Linked DNA regions of Aphis gossypii: region 2 is linked to region 1. Evidence: chromatin contacts called from public Hi-C data. All regions are on one chromosome and are shown on one strand. Each heading gives the region's core, a stretch centred on a gene start, on an enhancer-like site or on the middle of the called end of the contact. The rest is flanking DNA. Distances are from core to core; before and after follow the strand shown. Region 1 holds the start of LOC114128256 (GDP-fucose transporter 1). Region 2 holds the start of LOC114131691.

Region 1 (6,205 bases), core at 1,222-3,721:
ATAAAAATTAGACACCATTTGGTTTTGTAAATAATTACTTTTTAGTTTAAATTATTATTATTGGTCTCAAATTATTTATATTTTTAAAACATAATAAAAATCTTACTTTGATTGTATCAATCCTAAATAACATTAAAGAAATATAAATAAATTCAATGATATACCATAATAATTTGCCAATAATTAAAATATTTAATAATAATACCTGAAAGATTTTCTTGATCTACTCCCAAAAAAAATCCACACACTACAGCAAAACAACAAATGAGACAGCTCATTGAAGTAGTTTGACCTAAAAATCAAAAAATTACTTTATAAAATAAAATAATTAATAATTAAAAACAAATTAACACTATTAAAACTATTAAAAAGTTATACCATTTAACTTAGCAATAAACTGATGAATTATACTAGATAATACATGATTAATATTAAATAAAATATCTAGTTCTTTATGATCATATTTAAATTTTATTATTTCAAAATATATGATGTAATATATTGTGGTCCAACCCACATACAATATTTTTTTTTATCTTGAATAGATGAAGATATCACGAATCTGGTAACACCAGATTAATAATATACAAAAAACATTATACACCACACATGGCAACTATAATAAATATGGTACTATATTATGATCCCTACTATACTAAAAAAAAAAAATATATAGTTACCTAATATTAAGTAGGAAAGTATGACGTTGAATACTGTTGTAAGTGATCGACCAACATAATAAAAAGTGACATCAACAAATTTTAGACAATAATTATTTGTAGATATCATTGCAATATATAACATTGATAATGGCAATACCTAAAATATAAAGTAAGACATATATTTGAATATTTAAATATACATAATACAATTTAAATAAATGATAAATTTAAAAAAATTACTTACGTATAATAACACGCAGTATATATAACATTATTTTAAGGTTAACCATACTTAGTATTTAGTTATGATAGAAACAATTAAAAAATATATTGATTTTATACATAAGTGCAAATAAAATCATCTTTTGGTAGATTTGTTTTAAGATGGGATTTATTAAATTCTAATAATAAAAATTAAGTTACCTACAGGTTTAGGGGGATTGAAGTACTTTTGAATCTAAAAATACAAATTAAAATGTATTTCATAGAAGATGGAACATAAAAAAGAAATCGTAGCAGTGCTGTAACTAGACTACTCGAGGCCTGTGTGGCCATATTATAATCTTTTTGAGGCCCTACAATATAGTATGAGGCCTGTGGCCCGTGTGCTGTGTACACTTTGCACACCCAGTTTTTATGGCACTGAATAGTAGAGAGAATTTGTTGTATGAAGGGATGGTAAAGCAGGTTGACGGCTGTTAAAAACTAAGAAAAAGTAAAAATGTAGAACAAGACTATGATATTTTAGGTATAACAATAACACTATATTTATGAAAACCTTTAATTATTATGGATTTAGATCTGCACTAAGTACAACAAGTATGATGTTAAAATATTATTCATAAAAAAAATTACTGGTCCAATCAATACACCATAATATAACAATATGTCATCTAAGTTTAATTTTTTTTTACATTAATACTTCATCAGTATAACTTAAATAACTTACATTTCTAACAGTTACTGCATTAAATGGATTTCCTTCAGGAAACTGAACTACTTGTGGAAATGTCTTAGACAAATTACTTAAAATGAAACAAATTATAGCTGAAACCAAACACTGGAACCACGCAATGAATATAGGAGCATCCACATCTAGATGGTCAATACTCAGTAAAGTCTTATTTACAAATACTGTAAGAATAGATACCACCCTGTAAAATATCAAGCAAACATTCAGACACAATATAGGTAGGATTAGTAGAATAAAGTTAGAAAATATTTAAAAATCAATAAGACTGTAAATGTATTGTAACCGCTAAACCACTTACCAATAAATAACGACAACAAAAAATATTCGGATATATTTCCACGATAAAGTATCGAGCTTCATCTCAAAATATAACGATTTTATTTGACAAATATGTGGATGGTAACTAGTTAGTATACTTGAGGAGGTATGGGGTATTCGTTCCGCGTCGCGTACACTTTTGGTAAACGACACACAACGATTTAAACTGTTTAGTTACATCGTTAGTCGTTACAATTTATTTTTTATTCTTTTCTATTTGCACAAAAAAAACATACGTGTCTGACTGAATACCTAAATCACGGTAATGTACGTATACTAAAATTTAAACATCAAATAACTTAACAAAATACGAAAAGTTACGTCTATCGAAATCGCGGGTTGCGACTGTAATGGGTACACGCGAGACGCTTGTGTTGGTCAAATGTCTGTCCGTGGACACGAAAAATATTATGTTTTTATCGTTATTATTATTCCAACGCACAATTCGTTAATCGATAATAACAGTGATTGAATAACAATCATATACAATAATTATTACTTGAATAAAAACGTCCGGTAGAGATAAGAAACGTTTTATATTCGTGATAAGCATGGTATACCACGAATACATGACGTAAAAAAACAATATTTATCCGTGTACAACCATGGTGGTTTGCCTCCAAAGATAGTATTATCACCGGTTCGGGCAGAGAGCACACCGCGAGTTAAACCGTCTTGATAACGTCGCACAATATTGTAATTGAAAGTACGAAATTCAAGTATTCGACGAGTCCAAATTTCCGAGCGGGCTTCTAAGTTTCATCGTCGAGAGACTTTTCCCAACGGAACGCTGGTGAGGATCTCGTGCGAATGGTGTGAAAAAGTACTCGACGATGTTGTCGTTGAAAATTTGTCGACAATTGTCCAGGAGCCTGATGGCGGTCGGCCGATGTTCAATATTGCAATCGCGTCTGCCGTCGTGTGGGCTCACCGTGATTCGACGGAGTTATGGTGACCACAGCGGCACCGTTGGCGGTGGTCGCGATGGAGGCAAAGGCAACGACGACGAAGACGACGGGTTCATCAAGCCCAGAAACTACAAGGTGTTCAAAGACGATGACTCGTCAGTGATTTTGGATGTGGAAGAAGAACGCGCGCTTCTCGATTCGCAGTTGTCCGCCGACGATATCCGTTCAGATTTTGAAGAAATCGATCAGTTCGCTGGTTTCAATTTATCACGTGAGTAAAATTCCAATGCAATTTCCTAATAAATCCACTCTTGGATGTTACACTTTTAGGGAGCCCTAGTCACGCTGTTGATTATTTTTAAGCTGCTAAATTAATTACTGTCTAATTAAAAGTTTTTTGGCTATTTTACAGTTTTATGCCTGATGAGTTTACCCATAATGTGGGTTAATATTATTAAATTTTAAGTTATTATTTATCTAAATATTTAATTTTTTTAGAATCAAGTTAAGAAAGCTTTTTTAATACATTTGTTCAACTTAAAAAAAAATTGTATTTCTAGTAAATTACAATACTATAATATTATAATAGCTACCTATAATACAAGGCATATCCACAAAGTAATAGTACTGGTTGGCAGTCAGACTGTGTGCATTATTTTTTCAAAAATTGGCAACACTAAGTGGTAGTACAGAGTCTCTTGAATCCAACAAGTACCGCCAATTCTCGTCATTACCAAAACTTGCCTTGTAGTGTTTGTTCTTGTGCAATATGTCAATAAGAAATCCTGCCAAGTGCGAAATGTGCGCTGTCATAAGGTTCCTTTTTGCGGAAGGAAAAACTTTTTTTTGAGTTCCATTGTACTGGTGATGAAACATGGGTGGCTCATTATACCTCTGAGACAAAAAGACAGTGATCTCAGTGGCAGCACACTGGTTCCCCTTCTGCCATAAAGTTCAAAACCTCAATTTCGGCCAAAAAAATCATAGGGTCTATGTTTTGGAAAAAAAAAGGGATAATTTTGATTGATTTTTTGCCTCAGGGAAAGACAATTACTGGAGCATATACTGTGAAACCCTAGAAAAGTTAAAAAGAGCAATTCAAAACAAATGAAAGGGAATGTTAGCAAAAGGAGTATGTTTGTTGTATGGCAACGCTCGCCCACACACGACCAACGCTACCTAGTCTCATTTGGACCCACCCTGCATATTCCTCTAATTTAACGTCTTCAGGTTTTCATCTTCTCACCTTCCTAAAGACTAACATGAGTGGAAAAAAATTTCAAACCGATGAGGAAGTGAAACAAGAGGTCTTGAAGTGGATGAAGGAGATGGCAGGAGAGTTCTATGAAGAGGGCATCAAAAAGCTTGTGCCACGACTTACTAAATAAATACATAGAACAAGAAGGTGACTATGTGGTAAAATAACTAATATGTATACCTACAACGTCCAGTAATTTTTTTTTAAATACATTTTTTTAAAAAAAAATACAAAAATTGAGTACTCTTACTTTTGGGATGTGTTTCGTATTATCAGTTATAAAGCAGTCAACAATTTTTAACAATAATATTTGTAATTAATATGTATGTAAGTAAATAGCTTATGATTTATAATATAAAACACTTGTATTTACGAATTGTGACAGATTTTAAATAATTACAACAACATTTATTAATACTATTACTAGAACTAACCTGATATTCTAGTTTTTATGAAGTAATTTAATTTTTTTAGGGATATTCACTAGTTAACATAATATTTTAAGATCTATTTGCAGAGTTACATGAATAACCACTAAACATTTGATGTATCTTAGTGAACTAATTTTCATACAACCTAACAATACAATTTTTCATTTTGCAAGTTTAAAACTCATTTTAAACATATAAATACTGGATTGGTATTTGGTTATTATTCTACTTACACTGGTAAACAATTTATTCCCTTTCCACTTAATTATATAAACTATAGTATCATACAATTTTTGATACAATGAAACAAAAATTTATAAAATATTGGTATTTTTCATATTATTCCTATATTTAAATTTTGGCATTGCCTGCCTTGACATCACCACATTGAGTTTTTAAAATTTTTATTAAATTTGGAATATTTTAATGGAATTTTAAAAATTTATTATTTTAAATTTCATTAGAAAATTGGGTAACTTCATTACTTTAAATTTTGAAAATTGATTACCAAAATTCTAATCTACAAATTATATTGAAAAATAAGAAAATTATATAATGGTACACTATATCTGTATGATTTGTCTCTGTGACTGTCTAACAAATGTACAATATAGCATATTTGAATTCAGAAGAACTAATTTGATGTTGTTAGGTTTAAATTTTAATAATAGAGTAAATTGATTCATTATACAATTTAAAGTAATAATATCATCATAAGGCTAGGTACTTAGAGGTTTATTCATTATTGTTATTAGTATTTGTAAGCTGATTATGATATATGTTAAAATAATAATATTTTAGTTTATAATTGTTGCTTAGATAACTATAACCCAATTTAAAATTAAAATATTAATAAAAAATTGCTTTAACTCTGATTTTAAAACCAACAATATAAAATTGGTTCTATTCAATGCAAATATCTTATATGGAATCTTTGTAAGATAAAAATGATGAATTATATGGGTATGGTTACCGGCGATCGCTTGCTGTTACTAGTATGTCGATTTTAATAGTATAGTAGTACTCATGGTTAAAAAGGTCTTCAAATTTAAACTTCACTCAAGCTCTTTAGTTGATTTAGTTATGACATTGGATAGGTAATATAAAAGTTTTTATCAAGTATTCTATAATAATATCATTTAGGTAAATACTATTAAGTAAGTGGGAAGACAATAGTTCCAAACCAAACCAGTACTCAATTAATATTAAATATCTATTGAAATAAAACTGTTTGAATATCATTCTGTAAAGATATTCTTATTGATACAGAGTATTGTTAACAACTTATAATAAATATTATTTTGATAATGTTCCATACACAAAGTTTTGCTTATAATATTTTATACTGGAATGGTACAATATATAAACTACAATGTACTTTTCAAAATATCTTGTAAAATCATGATTTAAGTATTGTATAATTAGTGTTTAATAATGAATAATGAATAATGACAATTTTTTTTATTTTTTTTTTATTAAATTTACAGATTTCTCAGTCATTATCTACTTAATTTACTTTGAAGGATTATTGCACACTTTTTGTTTTGTTTCTCTGTCCCATATGCAACATATTTATCAACTTGGGTTCAGGAAATCTAATTTTATATTTTTTGCTTTAATATTTGAGTGAAATTTTTGATCTAATATCAAACTTA
Region 2 (6,205 bases), core at 1,839-4,338, 130 kb after region 1:
AATGTAAAATATATAGGTATATTTTATTAGATTCATATACGTAAAACAATTTTTTCCAACTGTATCTCTATTTTATGTTTAATTTTAATTGATTATAACTATATAGGTGAGGATACGTATAATTTATTAAATAAAAATGATAAATCGTAATTTTGTCGTACCTCATAACCGTATTATCCTTTGTCCGTTCCACGTCATTTACTATATTTTTCTCTCTGTTATTTATATCTAAAGGTTGCATTAGGTTCAGATCTGAATCAAAATTCTCGGCTACCAACTCCATTTCTTCACGTTGATCTTCCGTATCATGTGATTTTATAGATATTATATCTTTGTTTTTAATATGCATTTCTCTTCTTAAAGCCGTAGTATTCATTCGAACTCCTTCTCTGTGGTTTTTCTGTACTTCTGGTCGTTGAGAAGGTTTTAACTCTGCTTTATTGTAATTTGTTAAATCGAACATAAGATCGTCGATAGAACTATATGAGTTGACAATAATAATAATATCAGGTAAAATAGAAAACATTTATTATTTTAGTTTATAATATTATAATATACGGGCTGAGCGCCTGAGCCCTTGTATACATTACGCATGTAATTATAACAATTATATATATTATGGTTTATCTTGTTTATAAAATAAATTAATAAATATGAAGTTATTAAGAATAAAGATATAAAATAAATACAAAAATTAAGAAATTATTATTATTACTATTTTTTTTTTTAATAGATTATTTTGTAGTTGTCTGTTAAGAACCAATTTTAGATTATGTAAAAACCCTAACCAATTATAATATCTCTATTTTAATTGAATAGGTACGTTTTTAGTAATTTAATATAAATTTAGAGACGGATAAATCTTACTATAAATATAATAATGATAAATCGCAATCGCTTACGAACCTCATTACTATATTCTTTGTCAGTTCTGGATCATTTAGTATGTTTTTCTCTTTGTTATTTGAACATAAAGGTTTGGTGATGTTCAAAATGTGTTCCATATCTTTACGTTGGTCCTCCAAATCAAGTGATTTTGTAGATTTTATATCTTTTTTAGACCGAATTTCGTTTGTTACTGTTAGATTAGCTGTTGGAACGGTAGTGACTACCGAAATAATCACATCTTCTTTTTTAGCCACATCACTATCGATGTTGCTTTTATTAGACAATAATTGTTCCGGTTCTTTTTGCTTTGTTTGTGCAGATGTACTTGGTTTGTTACTCGGCATATCAATTTTTTCTGGTGCTGCTAATGCAATATTGTCCTTTTCTTCCATCGACTGAATTTTCTTTTGGTCTATTGGATGCTGAGTCACGTGTAGCACTTTGTTCCCCCCTGATAATTTTGCCAATCGACAATTTGACATTATAAACTTATTATCAGGTCCTTTAAGAGATCGCATACGAGATAACTATTAAAAATATACACTGATATAAATAACGTAAACAATACCAGATGCACATTTTTATAAGGAATCCCGTTTTAATTACGTACTATTTTTTTTCTTTTTAAAACAAAAAGGTTGTTATTTGGTATGTTATCATTCCAAAAATTAAATATTTAAAAAACATATTTTTTTTTTAACTATTGTTTTATTTTGACTGGAAATTATATTTTTTATTTTTTTCAAAAACTTAAATAGCATTTTTTTTATAATGAGTATTGTTCGGTAAAAGAATCATCCAATATACATTTATTAATACATATATATATTATATTAGAAGATTCTTTTATTAATATTATTGTTCATATTTATCATTAAAATTTTAACTTAACATAAATGTTACATTATGAATTATTTAATTTTAAAAAAATAAGTATATTCATGACAAGTCTGTCTTCATTGATTTATTATCAAAATAAAAATAAAATTTTGATATGAATTGCACGAACCTGTGCTTCATTGATTGAAATTTCTTTTGAAGAAATCATCCATAATACTAGATTTTCACGAACAACTTCACATGCACTCCAATACATGTGATAATTTTGTAAATCATTATCAAACAAGTTTGATAATGCAAACGAATCTACTTCGATAAATTCTCCTAGTTTATTAATTTTTTTTAAATTTGATGTCAAATTGTCCAACGTGGCATTTTCATAGCGATCCAACTTAAAATGTAATATTGTCAATGATACCAAATGTATTTTACCATAGTATTTTCATACTTTACACATATACGTCAATATCAATTTACCATCTTTAGCGTTAAAGGCTTCGGAAGTATTTGAGTAACTGATATTATAAAACACTAAGTGTATTTCCATTGGAGAACTATTAATATTAATCGCCATAAATAAAATAAAAAGAATATAATTGTATTTTGGGTTACCATTTTCCCATTGTACGATGTTCACTACCATTGTCTTGTTTAGTACCCCAATGAAAATGAAAACTTGAAAACTCGTACGGATACTGTAATATAGAACCATTCAACGAAGGTCTTGGTCCGGAATATTCGGCATCAACATTAACTTTGAATTTAAAGTAAAATCAATAGATATATTATTTGTTATTCTATACAATTAGAGATATTTATGAATTATGAGTTAATTATTTACTATTATACGATTCTATGTTAACTATGTTAATACTAAAATCAACATAAAATTTAATTAAAATTGATTTATTAATAATATCAGTAAAAAATGTTACCAATACATACATGTCGTTCCTATATTTCTAATAGACATTTTTAAGGGTATCGTTTCTGATTCCAACCAAATTAGTGGTGGAAGAATAATTGGCGTTACATTATCCAAATCTATGTCCAGCGGCGAAGAATCGTGTACCCAAGAATCTACAAACTTTGAACCCTTGGGTTCAGTCGTCGTTGAAGTCGATAACGCAGTACATTCAACTTTATCTATATGCAAACAGTTTAAAAATTTACTCTGAAAGTAGCATATTACAGTAGGTAGTGTAATACGCACTAGTATTCTTTTTGCAGGCGACCATTTTAGTTGTTATGTTTAGTACTTATAGAGTTAAATTAACTTATACAATTATTAAAGTTATAATAAATTATCAATATTGTACTTAAGTACCTGTTAACTTATTGTTTAAACTGAATAGAAATGCATAAACAAAAATGTTGTCACGGTGATTTATACTTATTTATTTTCACTTGCTAATTAGCAATTAGGGATCTATTATAATATAATATAATAATTACGAGTATGTTTCATTATTTTTTAATCATATAGAAGGTAACCAAGTATTTTTTGTTACAATATATTTTGTTTTAATTTACAACGAGACATTCGTGTGTATTAGCTACCGACGAGAATTTAAAATAGTAACTTAGTAGGTACCTACTACTATAATATAGGTACTTTAACTTTGATTTTACTTCATTATGCTCAATGTTGCTAAGTATTATACTTACATGAAGTTACACCGTAGTCAATGTTTTCAATTTTTTTGCTTAGAAATTTATTTATTTTTTTTTTTTTTTAATATATAATTAATATTTTTAATTCACATGTAGACTAGTTACCACCATTCACCTCCAATTTTTGTGTTCTTCTTTAGACCACCTTCCACTCTTGCTGCTTCAAAGTTCCAATTACTATAAGGAACATCTTCACCTAGCTTCACGCATAACTGTTACGGTCTAGGAATAATCAATTATAATACATTTTTTTATATTCAATCATTATTAATTAAAATGTTTAATGCATTTAGATTTTAAGTGTTGAAACTTAAACTAAAAATCAATACTAAAATAGGATTAATATTGAAATGTGGGTTGGTATACCGAGTATACTATTATCACATAGTGATCTCTAAAATAAACATACATTGTTATATATATCATTCTATCCTTGGAAAATTTAACATACAGTCATGCAATTTATTACTTTAATCAAATGACAGTTTGTAGGTTACTTATTTTATATTCTACTTTAGATCAGTATTTTTTCTATCTTTATATAATGTATGTTTAATGATTATATTCTCTCCAAATTTAAACATTATTTATTTGAATTTGAATTTTTGTGTATAAATGTATAATTACTATAATCATTAATCTGACTACCTATATATTATATTTTATATTAATAAATGTGTCGCAAGCGAAATGATAGAATAATATAATGGTTAGTGATATTCCAATAACCCAACCACTAGGACATTCATAATTTTAAACTAGGTAGTTTAAGATGATAAAAGCCTATTAAAATAAAAACTAAGTACACTCCTAAAAGTTGGCAACCAAAATGGTTTTTTATTTACACTTGTATGGAGCCATGGAGGTACAACTGACAACTGACGTGTTGACTTTGTTAAGTTTTGGCACAATCAACATTTTTTTGGCCACACTATTTTCGTTATCTGTTCAAAAAATAAGTAAATCAGCAGTTTAGAAAATTTAAGCTTATACTCAATTATTCACTTGATATATACGAAACTATTTCATAGTAACTATTTAGGTATCTAGCCAACATGTAGGTAGGTAGCTTTAATAAGTTTCTAACCTATATTATAGTAATAATAAAGCCTACCTAGTAAAAAATATTTTCATTTATTTGCTTAAATCATATAAATATGGTTTAGGTATCTAACTAAAAAATAACTATTGAGAGACTTATAGGATAAAATTCAGTCTTCTGGCTAACTAGAATTAATACTATACTTACCTATCTAATACCTACCTATGATATACCATTTGGTTATCACATAATAATATTAAGCATATAATGATAAATGTCAACGACTGTACCACGTTGGACATGTTGAATACATCAGTTGTCGTCCGATCACTGATGTTCTTACTATAAGTGTTTTTAATGTTATAGCAAAATATTTTTGGAAAAATACCTTGAATATTGTAACTCAAAGTACCAATATTAGATCCAATTTACTACCAGAAATCCCCACCAAAGTTGAAAATCAACTAATTTTAGAGCCTTAAAAGATGATGACTTAAAAAAAAATACACATCGCTTTGCTCAGAGTTTAAAATTAGCAAGTATGTTAAAGGAAGCGGCTGTCGTGGAAATAAGATTATATTCAATGTGTAGATAGATGTATTAGGTGTGAGTACCTACTCTGTACGACTGTACTCAGATGATTATCAATTTCAAAGTTCTGTATGCTCGTTTACAACTCGTTTAGCCGGACACGGTGCGCACAGCAACGTGTGTCGTAACACACTGATCGTTTTAGGCCCGTAGTTTATGTAGATTAAATATTAATAACCCACCAATTACCCAGGTGATCACGTTATGTCTTACTAAAAAAATACATAAGCTTAATTTTTGAAGCTCATATATTATTGGTTGGACTGGGGTACTCTATATTGCCTTTAATTAGCATATATCTACCAATTGAATGACACTTAATTTATAATTCATGCTCATCTAGCTTGAGATAAATGAATATGAAATCGACACTTAAACTTTTTAATGATTATCTAGTTTGGATATCGTACTCGTATCGCTAGTATCTACTTCAACTAAGTCACCTATGTATAAAGATTTTCGACTAAGTACCTATTTAATTGTGCTGTTCACGTGGTATGTCTTATATCTAATTATATAAGTAATCACAGTGTACTCTCGATTATTCGTAGTCTCCCGAAGAATCATCTACGTACATACATATATATATATAGGTTATAAGTATGTATACAAATATTAAAAAAATAATTATAAAATATAAAATATTTTCGTAATATTATATGAATGTTTAGATAAAAATAAAATATACCTAATCTAATTTAGTTTTACTTAAATACTATTTAAAATTATATGATTTAATTTTTTTAATAATACATAATATAATGTAGGTAATTACCTATAACATTTTCGTTTGAATTTTAATTTTGCGAATTATCCGCGGATAATCGAGAATACACTGTAGTTTCTAATTTTTAGTTATACTTAAGTTTATCTTGTTGCAGATAAAAGTTCATACACCATGGTTATGCATGTATAATTAATACCGTACTTGTGTTTATCATAATGTTATTGGTCTCAAGTCCATTTATATTAATAAATAAATAAATAACTTATACTTAACAATTAACTATTGTGTTTCGTGCTTTCTGACCACAGTTATTATCTTATTTCAATTTTGTTTGTAACTCAATAAAATTAACAACTAATATTTAAAAATAAATTTTATTAAAAATTGTGTATTTTTATATTATATTTTTAAAGTAGGTAGGTACCTACTCCATTTTTCTTTTA

Evidence for each region. Hi-C and Micro-C count contacts between places; a contact is called where the count stands out from the background.
Region 2: a contact with region 1 is called in a Hi-C map of whole body, with 2.7 times the contacts expected there. The contact joins the promoter of LOC114131691 here to the promoter of LOC114128256 in region 1. A contact is called at or near these places in 2 of 2 Hi-C or Micro-C datasets (both in whole body).

What each region holds. Positions count from the first base shown.
Region 1 is chrX:19,077,508-19,083,712 of ASM2018417v2, forward strand. LOC114128256 (GDP-fucose transporter 1) reads right to left here and starts at 2,472. Exons shown (of 6, transcript XM_027992732.2): 1 at 1,934-2,472; 2 at 1,612-1,816; 3 at 681-819; 4 at 206-292. The coding sequence starts at 1,995. It overlaps LOC114128255 (mitochondrial assembly of ribosomal large subunit protein 1), which reads left to right and starts at 2,612. Exons shown (of 3, transcript XM_027992731.2): 1 at 2,612-3,132. The coding sequence starts at 2,787.
Region 2 is chrX:19,205,976-19,212,180 of ASM2018417v2, forward strand. LOC114131691 reads right to left here and starts at 3,089. Exons shown (of 8, transcript XM_050208014.1): 1 at 2,942-3,089; 2 at 2,674-2,874; 3 at 2,341-2,482; 4 at 2,177-2,282; 5 at 1,898-2,119; 6 at 907-1,415; 7 at 162-479. The coding sequence starts at 2,966.